Regions from separate parts of the Mus musculus genome. Here region 1 is linked to region 2. A link is a contact called in public HiChIP or PLAC-seq data. All regions are on one chromosome and are shown on one strand. Each heading gives the region's core, a stretch centred on a gene start, on an enhancer-like site or on the middle of the called end of the contact. The rest is flanking DNA. Distances are from core to core; before and after follow the strand shown.

Region 1 (3,055 bases), core at 325-2,824, 340 kb before region 2:
GTCTGTCTCTCCCCACCCCCCACCCCCTCCCTAATCTGGAAGTCCCAAATCCCATCCTAGTCACTTCAGCCCAGTTAATTGTCAGACCAACTTTTTATTGACCAATCTGAAGGTGAATGTTTACAATCTGAGAAGAATATTTACAAAACACTGATGCTACATAAAAATAACAATACCAAAGTCTGCCATGTATAGGAATTAGCATTTGCAAGGTTGAAATACAATCTTTACACAGCTTTTTGTCTCCTCCCTCAGGTCAGGGAGGAGACAAGTGATGATCCAGTCTCTGTCCTGGCAGTTATGTCTGTTGTTACAATTTCAGTAGAATCTACATCAGGAACTGCTGCAGCTCCTATGGGGTGAGTTGTATGGTCATAAGCTTTTTCCCAAACACACTGACAGGTTATTTCTTTGAAGCCTGTGAAATGAACCAATTTAAACCTAATTAGATTATATTAAAGGTAGGTTTATTGGGAAGCTGTTCCCTGGCTCCAAAGACCAAGGCCAAAGAAGTCGCCATGGGGAAGAGGAGGAGGGGAGGGAGAGAGAAGGAGAGAAAGAGTGTGAACTCAGAAAAAAGAGAAGAGAGGAGAAAGAGGAGGGAAGAGGGAGGAGGGGAAGAGAAAGGAGGGGGAGGGAGTGCAAGCGCCCTGAATGTCTAGATTTTATAGGGAGGAGCCTCAGAGGAAAGGGCAGCCTAGCCCTTGGGCTGGAAAGTTCTGAGTTGGGGGCAGGGTGTGCTAAGTAGAGGCCGGCCTTGAAGGAAGAACCTGGAGGCCAGGTCTGCTTTGATATGTAAAATATGCACAGCAGTCCTTTGTCCCAGGTTCCTGGAGGAGGAGGAGGAGGAGGAGGAGGAGGAGGAGGAGGAGGAGGAGGGGGAGGAGGAGGAGGAGGAGGAGGAGGTTAATAGAAAGGAGTATATAGAGGACAAAGAAGGTAATGCTATAGGGCAAATTCATCAAAAGAGAACAGGACACAGGAAAGGAACAGACCTATCCACGCCAGTCACTTTCCCAAGGGTTAGAATTGGGGCAAAGGCAGTCTCTCACAAAAATGAGTATGGAAACGACTGAAAGAAGGGGAGCTGCCGTCAGATTCTAAAGGAGACATTGACAAGGAGTTGCAGATAGGGTGGGCAGGGACAGCAGGGACTACAGTGATCCTTTTGAGTGGCAGCCACAGTGAGCCTTTTGAGTGGCAGCAGCAAGAGAGAGAGGAGGAGGTTGTGCAGATTGATGCAATCTGAACAAACTCCCCGAGCAGTCGGAAGGGGTGGGGCTTCGGGACTGAGGAAAGTGGAGAGTGGCAGGAAAGGGCCAAAACAGCAGAGGAGATAGGTGGAAGATTTGTTTGGGTAACTTTGCTAAGGGCGGTTGGAGAGGCAGAACCCACCTTGCTTATCGAGCACCAGAGACTTGGAGAGGAATTCAGGTTTGGAGAGGGAATCGGAAAAGGAAGCAATCTGGTTTCAGAGCTGGCGGTAAAAGCAGGCGGTTGCTGTTAACAACTGAAGGTGGCAGTGGGGCATTTTATAGCAGCAAGGGACCTGACTGGCCATGGTCATGGAGATTGGAAAGAGGGATGTGGGCGTGGCCTGCATTGATAGCTCAAAATGATCTGGCCTGAGAGGTGTGATCTGTAGCTCCAGTGCCTCAGAGGAAGAGAAGTGGCCACACAGTTACTGCTATGCCTGTGGAGGTTTCAAGCCACCGGCGGTGGAGCACAAGGCTTTACTCAGATCGCAGCGCAACACCTGTTGTAGGGCAGGGCTGGCTGTACTGACAGTGCACTCTCACTCACTGTAGGAACAGGGCTAGCCAGAGGTAATTTGCTGTTGAGGATTAGGGTTGGGCGGGGTGCAAAGTGCCCAGCAGTCAGCCACGGTGTTCCTACAGATCTGTGGCAGAAGTTTGAATGGCCCGAAAGCAGAAAGTGCAAGGGGAAAGTTTGGAGCTGTGATTAGAAGCAGGCAAGACTGTCAAGGAGGAGGGGACAGATGGAGGCATAGGACATCTAGGAAAGGGGAAGACAGACAGGTAGAAATGTGGGATGTCTCAAAGAGAGAAAAGAGCTATTTCTCCTTGTTTCTAACCTTATGTCCATAAAAGTGTAAAGGTTTTCATTTTATTTGGTTCTTAGGGAGTATGAGAGTTATTTCCAAGTGATAAGATAGATACATCAGTAATTTTGAGTGTGTGTTGGAGTTTTCAAATGGAAAGAATAGATTCCCTATACTAATAGTGACCTTGGGCCAGGCTCCTAGTAATAGACAATGCAGAGCCTGAACCAACTGTCTTCTGTAAACAGGCTAGACTCCTACTGGTAGGACTGGGACAGTAACCCAGCCCTAAAATCTATGACCCACTCCTTCCCCGCCTGCAAGATGCACTGAAACAATGGTGAAGCAGGGCTTTTGGATGTGCCCAGCCAATGACGACTGGTCAACACCACAAGAGGTAACCCATGCCTCACAGTATCTGGATAGCCTGGAACCAGAAGCTGGATAGCACAGAGACTAAAGATAGAATCAAACGCAACTGACAAAAGAAAAATAAAATTCCTAATGATATTTTGCTATACTTAGCCTAGCCCAAACATCATCAGAGAGAGTTAATCCAGCAACTGATATAAGCAAATGTAGGGACCCATAGCCAAACATTAGGCAGAGCTCAGGGAACACAGCAGAAGGGGGTGGAGATGGGGGTGGGGTTGTATGAGCCAGAGAGGAAAAGGACACCAAAAGAACACACTTCCTACGTAATCAATTAAGTGGATTGCCTTGTCCAGCCTTGAGATAAGGATTTGTGCCAAGTTTTATTTGAACTTGTTATGTCATGATCAGTTGATATCCTTGGGATGCCTGTTCTTTTCTGAAGGGAAATGGAAGAGGAATGGATCTGAGGGAGAGAGAATGAGGACAGAGGGGATTGGGAGGAATGGACAGGGAAGAAAGTTTAGTTACGATGTAATGTATAAGAGAAGAATGAATATTTTAAAAGGGCAGAAAAGAAAGCAGGCTGAGTAAGCCATGATAAGCAAGCCAATAATCAAT
Region 2 (3,271 bases), core at 464-2,963:
TCTCTTCCCACATCCCACATCTCCATGGGGTATCCCATGCCTCTTCTCTCTCTCTCTCTCTCTCTCTCTCTCTCTCTCTCTCTCTCTCTCTCTCTCTCTCTCTCTCTCAGAAAATAAACAGGCAACTGCAATGGGCCAGAATACAACAAAATAGATAGAAGAAAAAAAATAAAGAAAAAGCACAAGAAACATGCACACACACACACCATAAAAACACAAAATCAGAAACCATAATATACAAAGAAAAGGCCAGTAAAGAAAAGAAAACAAAACAAAACAAAACAAAAGCCAAACCTCCAAAAATACTATTGAGTTCGTTATGTATTGGCTATCTACACCTGGACATAAGATCTGCTCTTAATTGTGGCTTGTTTACCCAGTGAGACTCCATTGGAGAAAACTAATATTGCCTTTGCAAACAGCTGACACTTGGGGGTAGCTCCTATATTAGGCATGGGAGGTCCTGTCCACTCCCCCTTTCATCTGGTTTGGACCGGTACAGGCCATGTGCATGCTGTCACAGCCTCTGTGAGTCCATATGTGTGTCAGTCTTGCTGTGCTTAGAAGGAACCATTTTCGTGGTCTTCTATTTGCACTGGCTCCAGTTTCTTTGTATAGATACTGCTGTGGTCTATAATATCCCCCATGGGCTTTTATGCCTGAGCACTTGGTCCCTAGACGTGGGGTCTAGTTGAAGAAATGGGTTATGGTGGGATGAGGAGATTTACACAATTGTTTGGTCCTACTTCCAGTCTGAGCACTCTGTTTCTTGGTTGGACACAAGCAGCAAGCTGTCATAGTTCCCACTTTCAAGAAACAGACTGCATCTCCTGCCATGATGAATCTAATCTTATAAAGGTGCAAACCCTTCCCTCCCTGATCCTGTCTGATATTTTGGCCACAGTGTGAGGAAAGTGACTGACAGACTGACTCAGTGGCTCACAGCAGAATTTCTGGGTCTCACAGTTCTTCTACTTTGGTGTATTTGAAGAAGTTTCATACTGTTTTTAAATGTGGCTGCACTAATTTATATTTTCACCCATAGTTCACAAAAGCTACTCATCCTCCTCCATAATAACTATCTTATGTCTTCATGATGTTGGCCATTCTAACAGGTGTGAGCTCATAGCTCATTGTGATTTTAATGTTCGATCTCTTTGGTGATTAAAGGTGTTGAGGACTTTCATGTACATGTGGCCAATTGTATCTGGGAAAAGACATGAAATCAATGGCTCTGAGAAGTCTGGACATGCACACTCAGAAGAAGAAATAGTAAAATAGATGAAAGCATTTTTCAGTTTTGAATGGACCTGGTAACCCACCATCGTTGCAGCTTCCTTAGCAATTACTAAAGGATGACATTTTTCTTTTCCCCAGCTCCCATGTTGGAGCTACAAACCTTGATACCTCAGAATGACTGTATTTGGGATAAAGTCCTTAGAAAGGTAAATTGAGGTGTGGATGGGTCATATTTACTAAAGTCCTGTCTTACTAAGAAGTTATTAGGACAGACACACACACACACACACACACACACACACACACACGGAGAAGACACCATCAATTCCTGCAGAGGATGCACAAGAAGTCTTACTTGTGGCTGATCTGCAACAAGGAAATGAAGTTGCAGTCCGGTAGTTTACTCTGTGGCAGTTAGTCCCAGGAGCCTGAGTCACACAGAGGGTTAAGCATTTAGCATATGAAGGGAAGCAGCCTGGAGAGGGCCCTGGTCCCAGTGCTACTCCTGAGCAGAATAGCCTTTGTCCTGAAACCAGGGGACTGCACCCCAGGCTTCCTGAGCTATAGGGATGAATTCTGGCTCAGAAGAGCACTCCACAGGGAACATGAAAAGGGTTACTCATGGGGTGGTCATGTCTATCCTGTTGGATGGTACAAGGTGTATTATAATGGAATGTTTTGCTTTTGTCTGCTTTGTGTGGATGTCTCTAAGCCAATAGAGGCAAACTTTTATTATGAGAGGTTTTCAGAAAAAGCTTCAAACAGGTGAGAGATGATTCAAGGACACTATAGAGCCAGTACTGGTAGGTGCACTAAACAGATGAGTAGATATTAACTTCATATAAGTCAATCATGGCTCTGATAAATTACTCCAGAGAACAAACAAGACTAATTGTTGGTTAGGTCATCATGTATCTTGATTAAAAAAGAACAATTGAACCAAAGGGGATACCAATTAAAATGACTTTTAGAAGATATCATAGCCAGGGCATTGTCACAGCTTAGGATATATGTGTGAACCCCCTTCTCTACCTTAATAAGCCCTCTCCACAGACCTATGTTGACATAAAGTTCTTCACACTGTGTGTCCTGACTAACTCAGGTGGAGGGATCATATAGAAATTGTCTCAAACTTATGAAAGGATGCTCAGAAAAATGATACTCACTATGATAGAAAATGAGTTTTGAAATTGAGAGCACCAGGGGAAAGTGCATAATTCAGTCAGCGGATAAGACTGAAAAAGCCACTGCAAAGTTGATTTACTCACTGCTCAGTGCCAGGTCCAAATGGAACTGCAGTGGAGAAATTAGCATTCAATTATTGCATAGCAGTTTTGAAAACCTGAGCCTTGGCCAATTTGTTTTCCTAAATCTATGTAACATTAGCTAACGTGGCTGAGGCTGTAATATTTTTCAGGCTCTGATTGATGCCAAGATCTTTAAGCTGAAGAGTAAAAACTGTATTTATACAGTTGTATTTGTTCTCTATCTCTAAGACATCAGATATTTCACTGAGGTGGTTTTTTTTGTTTGTGTATATACATATAAATATACATATACATCATATACATATACATGATATACATCAACATATACGTCAACATATACATCAACATCTACATCTACATCTACATCTACATGAATGAGAGTTTCACACAAGCTCCTCCCTCTGGTGCTCTTTGTATCCCTTGGCATCTTAGATGTGTCCTCCAGACACAGGCCAGAAGTCCTGTGAAGGTAATAGGAGGAAAGAGTGATAGGAGGGAAGGAAACCAAGCTAGGAGATGAGTCAGGGACAGCTCAGAGTGTTGCCCAGAGAGGAGGAGTAAATGACACAGAGGAGCTCTGAGGACCCCATAGGCAAGGAAGAAAGAAGCTAGCCTGCCACAAGGTGGCCTGCAGTGGGGACATAAACACCCCACACTGCTCCCCTGGCAGATACAATAGCAGCCTGACCAAGGGGTGTTGTGAAACTATGGCTCCCTACAACTAGAGGTGACCATGACTCCATTTCTTCTTTCCTCCTCCCTAC

The links. HiChIP or PLAC-seq counts read pairs in DNA pulled down with a chosen protein or histone mark.
Region 1: an H3K27ac HiChIP or PLAC-seq map of epiblast stem cells shows a contact between it and region 2, with 4 times the contacts expected there. The contact joins two enhancer-like sites. A contact is called at or near these places in 5 of 484 Hi-C or Micro-C datasets (B cells, the C10 cell line, cerebellar granule neurons and 2 more), 2 of 115 datasets of contacts at active chromatin or transcription factors (epiblast stem cells and large pre-B cells) and 1 of 9 other capture datasets (embryonic stem cells).

What each region holds. Positions count from the first base shown.
Region 1 is chr1:7,204,995-7,208,049 of GRCm38.p6, reverse strand. No RefSeq gene overlaps it. Among named protein-coding and RNA genes, the nearest start is that of Gm23274, 59 kb to the left of the region's middle. Within about 2 kb of position 1,574, at least 98 of the 459 cell types and tissues checked have an H3K27ac peak or open chromatin away from gene starts, as enhancers often do. A contact at or near this core is called in epiblast stem cells, where this site is marked.
Region 2 is chr1:6,869,028-6,872,298 of GRCm38.p6, reverse strand. No RefSeq gene overlaps it. Among named protein-coding and RNA genes, the nearest start is that of St18, 140 kb to the right of the region's middle. Within about 2 kb of position 1,713, at least 6 of the 459 cell types and tissues checked have an H3K27ac peak or open chromatin away from gene starts, as enhancers often do. A contact at or near this core is called in epiblast stem cells, where this site is marked.